Regions from separate parts of the Arachis hypogaea genome. Here region 1 is linked to region 2. The links are chromatin contacts, called in public Hi-C maps. All regions are on one chromosome and are shown on one strand. The core of a region is the stretch at or near the end of the contact, and the rest is flanking DNA. Distances in the headings are between cores, read along the strand shown. Region 1 holds the start of LOC112801530 (F-box/kelch-repeat protein SKIP11). Region 2 holds the start of LOC112801529 (peptidyl-prolyl cis-trans isomerase CYP23).

Region 1 (4,962 bases), core at 450-2,949, 450 kb before region 2:
CCTGGCACGAGCTAGGAAACAATCTCGAAACCACACAGGAACGACCTTCGAACATGTCTCTCTCTCTAACTCTCCGCAGAAAGCAACAACAAATGGGCACTTCACGAAGAAAGCCTCAATCCAGAAATGACAAATTCCCAGCAAATTCAAGAATCTGTCCAACAAAATAGAAGAAATTCAATTCATTAGTTTCAAATTTTGATTCTTGTTTGCAGAAACAAAATCAACACCCAGAAATAAATCAAGCAAAAAAAAAAAATACATGATTCGGATTGAAATCCAATCAGCTAAGCACTCAGATAGACTCCAAATAATCATTTATTGGAGAAAAAATACGAGAGATTGCAGGACATGAAGCTAAAGAACAGAAACAACACACAAAGTTCAATTGAACATACCAATAACACCCTCCAAAGCAGAACCGGAAATTTCAAAATTTGAATAAAATCCATTAATCATGATGCCCATGTCCCAAATGATTCGACAAACCGAAAACAAAATTAACCAAAAGATCATTCAAATAAAAACGCAAGAGCCTTACAAGGTTGGATAAAAAAAAATAGGAACAAAAAAAAATCCCCAAAAGATTAATATTTGATGGCCAAATTTTCAAATTGAATCAAAAAATAATCTTCCAAACACTTTCTTCACTCACCATAATCAGCAACTCAATCTCACTACTATAGTATTCCATGGAGTCCTCACAGAAAGGAACCACTCTATGAAGGTTGTCTGGAACGAGTGCCTTCACAGGCACGGAAGGAGAATGCAAGAACGAAGAAAATAATCATAAATAGAACCAAGCCATCTTTTATGATAGGTAGGTAGGAACTGAACATAGGAACAAGCCTCAAACAGAAGCATCTACTACGACAAATAGCTCTATTTATTAATACAAATATATATCTTAATGATAAGTAGAAAAAAATAATCATAAATATCATTATACCATATAATAACACAATTAGAGAGAATAATCACAAATAGAACCAAGCCATCTTATATACATACCCGCACAATTTTTTCTATTAAAAAAAAATAATTAAACTATGCATTCATAGTTATCTCGTTTGAGAAATAAGCCAATTTTCCTGTTCAGGATCCATGATAGATAGGGCTTGCTTTACGGATCAAACAATGCAGGAAACAAAGTAGAATGATCAATTCATAAACTACAAGAGAATTATCAATTCAAATCAACTATAGAAATTAGAAGAAGGCAAGCAAACGGTGGTGATAGACCCGGTCATTTGATTTCTTTTCTTTTTTTTCTTTCTCTCTCTCATTCAGACACCAAAAACGAAACCAGAGAAATTAGAAACTACTCAAACAAGTAACAAGATTACAAGACAACAAGTGAATCTGTGAATAACATACATACCCAGCATTAAAGAAAAGAAGAAGAGAGAAGCGAGTAAGCTGAGCAGAACACAGAGAGACAGAAGCACAGAAGAAGAAGAAGAAGAAGAGAAGAAGCGTTTCTTTTGTTGTGATTTTGGAGCAAAATCTGATAGAGGGGGACCTTCACTTCCATGCCCTTATCTCTCTTAAATCACAACCTTAATACCCAATTAAATAATTAAAAAATAATTATTATTTTAGAAATTGTAATTTTGTAATAGTAACTTCCATATTTTTAAAAATACTAAAGGAATCTTTTTATTTTTGGAAAGGAGGATATGTGGCGGTGGTGGAGGACGGTTGCGAAAGGTGGTAGGTGGGCCCAAAAGATGTTCGCCGCGCTGCTCGCAGTTAACAGAACCGGTAACCGGGAAATGCCGGTGGACCAACGTGTTTAGTAGAGAGAAACAGATAGACACGAAACAAGAGGGAGAGGGAGAGAGACTGTTACGTTTCTGCGCCGTTCGATTTTGATTCCAAAATATCGGCTAGTCAATTTCTCGTGTGAATTTGAAGAACGGGGAGAAGGATACCTGCAACGCAGCGTATAATGACGTGGCGCGTCCGGATTGGTTGATTGTGAAAAAGTGTTTGTTGAAAATCGCTCTCCGAATTTTGACTGGTCAAACTTGAGTGTTAAATTATAATTATATGATTTTTCAGTTTTAACAGTAAATTAACAAAAAATAACAATCAATCAATAAAGTAACTCATGAATTAACTATAAATAGAGAAAAATTAATTCTATAACAAAATTATTTAACATAATAATCTTCTTTTCTTATTTACTGGTTTTCTTATTTTTTGTTGTTTAAAATCTTTTTTTTTCTTTTACTCCCGTGACATTATTGTTTAAGTATAGAGGATGATAATGATTTAGAATTGGGTTATGCTACACATTCAAGTATTTTTTTTATCTAAGTTTTATTTAAATAGATTTAACACAAACAAAAATTACTCTCATTAAAAGAGCGTCATTACACGCATTTTCCGCGCTGCTTTTTCCTCTTTTCTCAAATACACGTATACGTCATCTTCTTTTTCTTTCAAATTCACGTATACCTCTTCCTGCTCCTCCTTCTTCTTCGTGCACGCAGATTCTTCTTCTTCTCCTTCTCTTTCTCCTTCTCCTTTTTCTTCTTCTCCTCTTCTCTGCTTTTCCTCCTCCTCTTTCTCTACTTCTCCTTCTCCTTCTCCTCTTTCTCCTTCTCCTTTTTCTTCTTCTCCTCTTTTGTTATCGTCAACAATACCAACAACACCAATATTTTGCTGATGGATTATTTTTTTCAATCGAATTGAATGGAATGCAATTGCTAAATTGAATTGAATTGAATTGAATAAGCGCAGGTATTCTGAGTCTGAATTGAATTGATAATATCTAAATTGTAGACAGAGGTGTTTCGAATTTGATTTTATATAATAGATTATGTTTTGTTCATCCAGTACTATACAATTGTTTAACCATGAATACGCGTTCGGCTCATTATGCAGAAAGCTGTTTGAATTTGATTTTATATAATGGATTATGTTTCGTTCAACCAGTACTATACAATTGTTTCACCATGAGTACGTGTTCGGTTCATTATGCAGAAAGCTGTTCGAATTTGAATTTATATAATGGATAATGTTCCATTCATTTAGTACTATACAATTGTTTCACCATAATAACATGTTCGATTTATTTCTGTTCTGCACAATTTAAAATTCTTCCTTCTCACCTTCTACTGCTTCTTCACCAGGACAATTAAGTTACAAAAAATATCATTATAAGATAAATTATTCATGCTTCAAATCAATAAAAGAATCAATTTATCAGATATACATAAATAATTTTCAAAGACTTCTACATAATAAAATAATTTTAAAAAATAAAATTTTGATTTAAAATTTTTTGAAAATCAATTAAATGTTTACTCTTTTATAATAAATTTCATGAATTAAAATAAAATACTTAGAAATTTTTATAATAAATATGAAGAAATGAAATAAAACAAAATGAAATATTAGTTTGGAGTAAAAGATAACAAACTTATTTTTTTTTTACTAATTCTAACACAATTAGTATATCTAAATCTTATTCAATTTAGAATAATGGAATTTAAAAAGAAGATTAAAATATAGAAAAAATTTTATAACATAAATTAAATATGTTCTAAAAATATTTAAAAAGAAAAAAAAACTTCTCTATGAATGAGAGGTTGATATTGGTATACCTCTGCAAATAAACAAAGAAATTAAGTTCAAATCTTCTTTTTGTAAATTCACTTTCAAAGAACACCCCCAGTTGACTTGTGGGCATTTAGAATTTTCTATTCTCTCTCTTCTTAATTTAACATGTGTCTTTGATGTTAATTTCAACCTTCACTTATTAATTTTTCTAATAGCTCTTATATTAGTGCCATTTTTGTTGTAGTTCGTTGGATAACAGAGGTTTGTTTTTTTTTTTTTTTTACTTTTAGATGAATTTTTTCTTTCAGATTAAGGGTTACTGTGGAGAGGTGCAGCAATCCTGAAATTTGTGAATAATTGACGTTGGGATTTTTTGCTAGTAAAGAATTTTAAAAAAATAGTCGCATTATAGATATAGATTCTAAACCAACAGAAATCCCTTCGTGCAAACGTTTTGGTTGTCACAAGTAACAAACCCCTTAAAATTGATAACCGAGTATTAAACCTCGGGTCGTCTTCTCAAGGAATTGCAGGGAGGTATGTTCTTATTATTGGCTATGAAAAAGGTAAAATTGGGGTTTTGAGAATGAGGAATAAATATGACAAATAATTTAAATGACAATTAAAATAAATAAATACTGTAAAGCAAACCCTTTGGCAAGGTATGAGAAATTGGAAATCCAGACTTAGTTATTCTTATCAATAATAATGAAAGTTGAATCTTAATTCCACTTAGTCAACCTTTGCTAAAGCAAAGGAAAGTCAAGGGACTAATTAGTTGACCTTCGAATCCTATTTATTTCCTAAGAAAAGGTTGGGATTATTGAAGTTCAGTTCAATTAGCAAAGATAACAGTTATCAATTATGTTGAGTTAAGATAACTCCTGAGTTACTGATTTCTCAACCAAGACCAAAAGGAAAAGAAATTAAATCTGCTGGAATAAAAATTGTCTTCAGATTGGGGATAATAAAAAGGAACAATCATAAACTGAAATACCTCAAATATCATTAAATAAGAAAATCATCATGAAAGTGGCATAGGCCAAATAGGCAACATAACTAATACAAGCAAGCATTCAAATGTCTGAAAATAAGAAATAACATAGAGTAAAAGAACATTGAACCTGGGATCGAGAGTTACTCAAAACTAAGAGAAGTCCTAAATCCTAAATCCTAAAGAAAGAGGAGAGAACCTCTCTCAAAACTAAACCTACATCTAAACTATGAAAAGTAAATTATGAAAGCATGCTGATGAATGGATGCATTCCCCCACTTTATAGCCTCTAATCTGTATTCTCTGGGCCGAAAACTGGGTCAGAAACAGCCCAGAAGTCACTTCCAGCACTTTCTGGTCCGTACAGGTCGCGGCCAAGTGACGCGGAGGCGTCGCCC
Region 2 (4,800 bases), core at 555-3,054:
TCTCCATTGATGATGAACAGTGTTAGTAATAATAAGAATTGACAATTTTGTGCTTAATTAGTTGTTATTGTTCTTTTTTCCCTAGTGCACATGTAATACACTGTACAATTTTTTATTTCACTTTAATTTATAGTGGTTAATGCCTATGGCAACAGAAAGTTTGGTGTTGAACAATAAAAACAAGAGGAGAAAAGCTCCCTGTTACTATCATTTCTATGTGGAAATGTTGAACCCTAAACATACATTAGCATGTGCCCAAAATTTGGGCTATGCCTATATGTACGGTTTTAAAAGGTCAAGCACCCTATGATTTAATTTTCTGCCGTTCAAAGTCTTCGTTATGGATAATAATAATAATAATAATAATAATAATAATAATAATAATAATAATAATAATAATAATAATAATAATAACTTTTTGGCAAAAGACAAGGTGGTTTGTCTTTTCATTTTTTAAGCTAAGTTTTTGTATAGTAGATTTTATGGGAAACGCAAAGAAGAAAGTGAAATAGAGATTGAAGAAAAATGAGAGTGAGATACTGAGAAAAAAGCTGCAACGTCAAGTAAGAAAATATCTAGTTATTTCTTGAAAATATTATTTTATTCAATAATGCACGTTCCTCTGATTTTATTTTTGATTTTTTTTTTGGGAGGATACACTAATTTCTTCTTATTTTTGTTTGTGTTCCGCTTCTTGTTTCTATATATTTGTCGACTGGAATTCTAATTGGTTTTTTGGTCGTAGCTTTCTTAATTAAGATTATGTTTTGGTTGATCTAGTAATTAATTAAATAAATATTCGAAGTTTGAATCTTATAATTTATTTATAAGAATGGTAACAATACTTAAATTTGCGGAATAGGATTGTCTATCCGACCCGTTATGGATAGGGTAGAATATAGTGTAAATTTGCATGCGGTTCAAGGGTTTGTCGCTAGCCAATGGATTGCTACATATACAAGAGAAGATTCGAACCTCTAATACTTGCTTAAGTGGACTAGTGAGCTAACCACTAACCAACCTAACTTGGTTGGCACTCCTATTTATTTACTAACAATAAACATTTAAATAAAATTTAGGTCCACAGCCAAAAAATGATGTTTTGACGAATACCTGCTGGACACCCCCTGTTTCATATAAGGCTCACAGACCCATAAACCCTTTGTAAGCTTGTATTAAATCTGTAACCAATTTTCTTGGGCTTCATACAAATATGTAGAACCAACTTCTTGACCCAAAAACAGAGACTAACTTTACACACATATATTAAAAATACATATAATACCAAAAAAAAAACATTCTTATAACAAAGAATCGTTTGGGTTTAATATTATTTTAATTAATTTATTGAAAAGTCACCGTAAAGATATTGATAAAGAGTAAAAATTAAGATGAAGCAACACAAAGTTGTACAAATAATAATAAAGTTAAAATAAATAAATAAAGGCTAAAAAAACCAACTGTATCACTTTTTTTTTTTTGTTCGTGACTATCTATCTACTGTGGGAAAAAAAATTGGGCTCATATTAAATAAATTCTGATTCGGCATAATGAATATTTGCACGTTACGCAGTCCCTAGCTTTAAATTCAACTTAAATGTTACGAAATTCCAGGCCCCGTCCAAACACAGAAGAAAATGTTTTAAAAGTTTATTCTTGCTGGGCCAAACTAATTTATTGAGAAACAAAAATATGTCTTCTATCACCTTTCCAAAAGAAAATATATAGTTTTTTTATAGTATCAACTATCAATCCATATCTGCGAATGACTTTAACATGACCAAAAACCATAAAAAAAAATGCCATACCCGTTAAACACACCAACACACAACTTTTCTACTCAGGACTTTAGTTTTCCGAAATTGGGATGGTTGACTCCAATTTCAGGAGCTGAAGCTGTTTCCAAATCTAACATTGCTCAAAATGTATAGCCCAGGATTCAGCTTTATGATCAATGCTTGCATTTTGTTGTCATTGATGTCTTTAATTTCTTCCCTGGAACCCCAACTTGGATCCACCCGCGTTGTCTTTCAGGTTTTTTACTTCAAAAGTTACACTCTCTTTGACCTGCTATTCATAATTGCTTGAATCTATAGTGAAAGTTAAAGTCTTGAGCTGAGTTTCAATGTAAGGGCTGTTGATGTTGTAATCTGTGGATGCCCATGTTTGTGATTTAGCTGAAGTATATTAGTTATTTTGTTTATGTGTGAAAAATTGGAATCAAGTGGTTGATTAAGTGAGAAATTTATCCATCTTGATTGTGATGTTTGTATGCACATAACTTTGTTTGATAAATTGACATCAGCATCTTTGTTGTTGTTCATGGTGTATCACTTGAGTTCTGAATGCAGACAAATTATGGGGATATTGAATTTGGTTTCTTTCCCACTGTTGCACCCAAAACTGTTGATCACATCTTTAAGCTTGTCAGACTTGGAGGCTATAACACTAACCATTTCTTTCGGGTATGTTTCTCCGGGACGTAAGTAAGTAACATCAGGTATTTATGTAGTTGGTGGCTGCAGCATGTAAGTGATTGGTTTTTTTATTTTTGTTCTAAATTCAATGTTCAGGTGGATAAGGGGTTTGTGGCCCAAGTAGCAGATGTTATGGGTGGAAGATCTGCTCCAATGAATGAGGAACAAAGAAAAGAAGCTGAAAAGACTGTTGTTGGTGAATTTAGCGAAGTCAAACATGTTCGTGGTATTCTTTCTATGGGAAGGTTAAGTTTCTCTAGATGGAAGCTATTGGTTCTTTAGTTTTGTATGATGTTTCAAATACAACTGTGTGGAACGGAAGTGTTCATTTGTGATGTTACGACCGATGCAAGTTTCTTGAAGATGTTATCAATTGCAGGGACTGGGGAGCTTTTATACATTCGAGATTTCTTGTAGAAAATCTAGAGTCTAAAGTTTAAAAGATTTTTATAGGGAATAATCAGTTTGTTAGTTAGATAACGTACTCATCTTAATTGTATTGCTTATGTTCTAAAATTCTTACACCATTTACTCTTTTGGTTTTCAGTGACTGTTGGAAGCCTTGATGTATTTAAGATTGTTCTTACAGGTATGATGATCCAGACAGTGGTTCATCCTCATTCTCGATACTACTTGGAAATGCTCCTCATCTCGACGGCACGGTGGGATAGACATAGTGCCCTAACATCATTTCAAATGATTCAGTCAAATGTACTTCATTATGTACTGTATGCTGATATGAGCTCTTTTCAGTATGCAATATTTGGAAGAGTTACTAAAGGTGATGATACATTGAAAAAGCTTGAGCAGCTGCCTACCCGTAAAGAGGGTATATTTGTAATGGTAAGCTTAAAACACCTATCCATATTTTGCATTTTACCATTCTTTTAGTGTTAAATTGTGGATCATATGCATAAATTAGTTAATAAATTTACATGTGAGATGTTTATGGATTTTCATTGCAATATTTTTCTATTCATTTATTTGAAGAGAAGCTAGAGGCAGACCTTGACAGACTTATGAGACAAGAAACAGAGTGGTGTGGAGGCTAGGGATTTACGCATAGATATGTGTGTGTTTTTAGGAAAATTGTTCTATATAGTAAAATGTAGCTTAACTCTTCCCACTTTGTGTTTTGCTTCTCAAATGTTTACATAATTGGTATCAAGTCTGGATAAAAGAGAAGGGCTGTATTGGGCAGTCAACAACCATGGAAAACTTTGTTGAATCTTTATGACATGGTTGCTGTTTTTGTATAGTAATATCTAACATGTAGATTGGAATTCTTCACCTGCAATCTTTTATTGCCAAGGTCGAGTGTCGTTTTTGTAATAAATTAAGAAAATTCTGTTCAAATACCTGTCGTTCAAGTTTGTCTGAGGGTGAAATGTAATTTGAATGATAATTTTTTGGCTTTTCTGATCTATCTTAATGTTATCAGTTTATCGGTTTTTGTGATTGTTGTAGTCGGCATCAGAATGTTTTGCAATTTAACAGTCTCTAGCATACACTAATCCTCACTCTGAAATTGTTCTGAAGTGTTTCTGGACACATTGTTTTTGCATTTATTTCCTTCATCCCCTGCCTCAACATTTAATCCATCCTCAGAGAATTCATAATTATCCTTGGTTAATGTTTTCAACCAAATTTGATCCTACATCATTCCGATTCTTATTTTCTTTAAGTAATAATATGATTTTTTCCCCTTTTTCCCAGCCAACAGAACGCATCACGATTCTGTCATCGTATTACTATGGTAAGATTCTTTCAAACTTAAATGTTTTGTTTAGTTTCTTATTCTAGCATTATAACTTGCGATGTGCTACTTGATCCTCTAATTTTGTTGAAGCCTGCTGGTTTTCGAGCTCATTCTCTATTACCATCTTCTGAACCATGCTTCCTGTATTTTTAGACACGGAGACAGAAAATTGTGAGCAAGATAGAACGATATTGAAGCGCAGGTTAGCTGCGTCCGCTGTTGAAGTTGAAAAACAGGTAATTGATCTTGGTTTTCTTGAACACATTACACACCAGTATAATTATCTCTGTTCTGCTATTAACATGGGTTTTATTCGTCATTTTACAGAGGATGAAATGCTTCCCTTGATGAGAGCACAAGCAAGATAAATATAATGTAGTAATGAGTATCATTCATACTGCCCCTTTTTTTTATAAAAATTTATGAGCATTATGTTTATGTACCCTTTTTCTTAACGTCAAAGCAAAAATATTGGATTAGTGTGTTATTATGGTTTGTTTGATAGAAGATCCTGCAAGTATCTTCTGAGTGCTCAAAAATTTATTGACATAGCATAGAAATTTT

The links. Hi-C and Micro-C count contacts between places; a contact is called where the count stands out from the background.
Region 1: a contact with region 2 is called in a Hi-C map of an unstated tissue, with 3 times the contacts expected there. The contact joins the promoter of LOC112801530 here to the promoter of LOC112801529 in region 2. A contact is called at or near these places in 2 of 8 Hi-C or Micro-C datasets (leaf and an unstated tissue).

The regions. Positions count from the first base shown.
Region 1 is chr5:43,884,754-43,889,715 of arahy.Tifrunner.gnm2.J5K5, reverse strand. It overlaps LOC112801530 (F-box/kelch-repeat protein SKIP11), which reads right to left and starts at 1,699. Exons shown (of 2, transcript XM_025844319.3): 1 at 1,382-1,699; 2 at 1-154. The coding sequence starts at 55.
Region 2 is chr5:43,434,271-43,439,070 of arahy.Tifrunner.gnm2.J5K5, reverse strand. LOC112801529 (peptidyl-prolyl cis-trans isomerase CYP23) reads left to right here and starts at 1,804. Exons shown (of 8, transcript XM_025844318.3): 1 at 1,804-2,034; 2 at 2,352-2,465; 3 at 2,574-2,722; 4 at 3,067-3,139; 5 at 3,231-3,320; 6 at 4,194-4,233; 7 at 4,390-4,472; 8 at 4,564-4,723. The coding sequence starts at 1,924. The coding sequence ends at 4,584.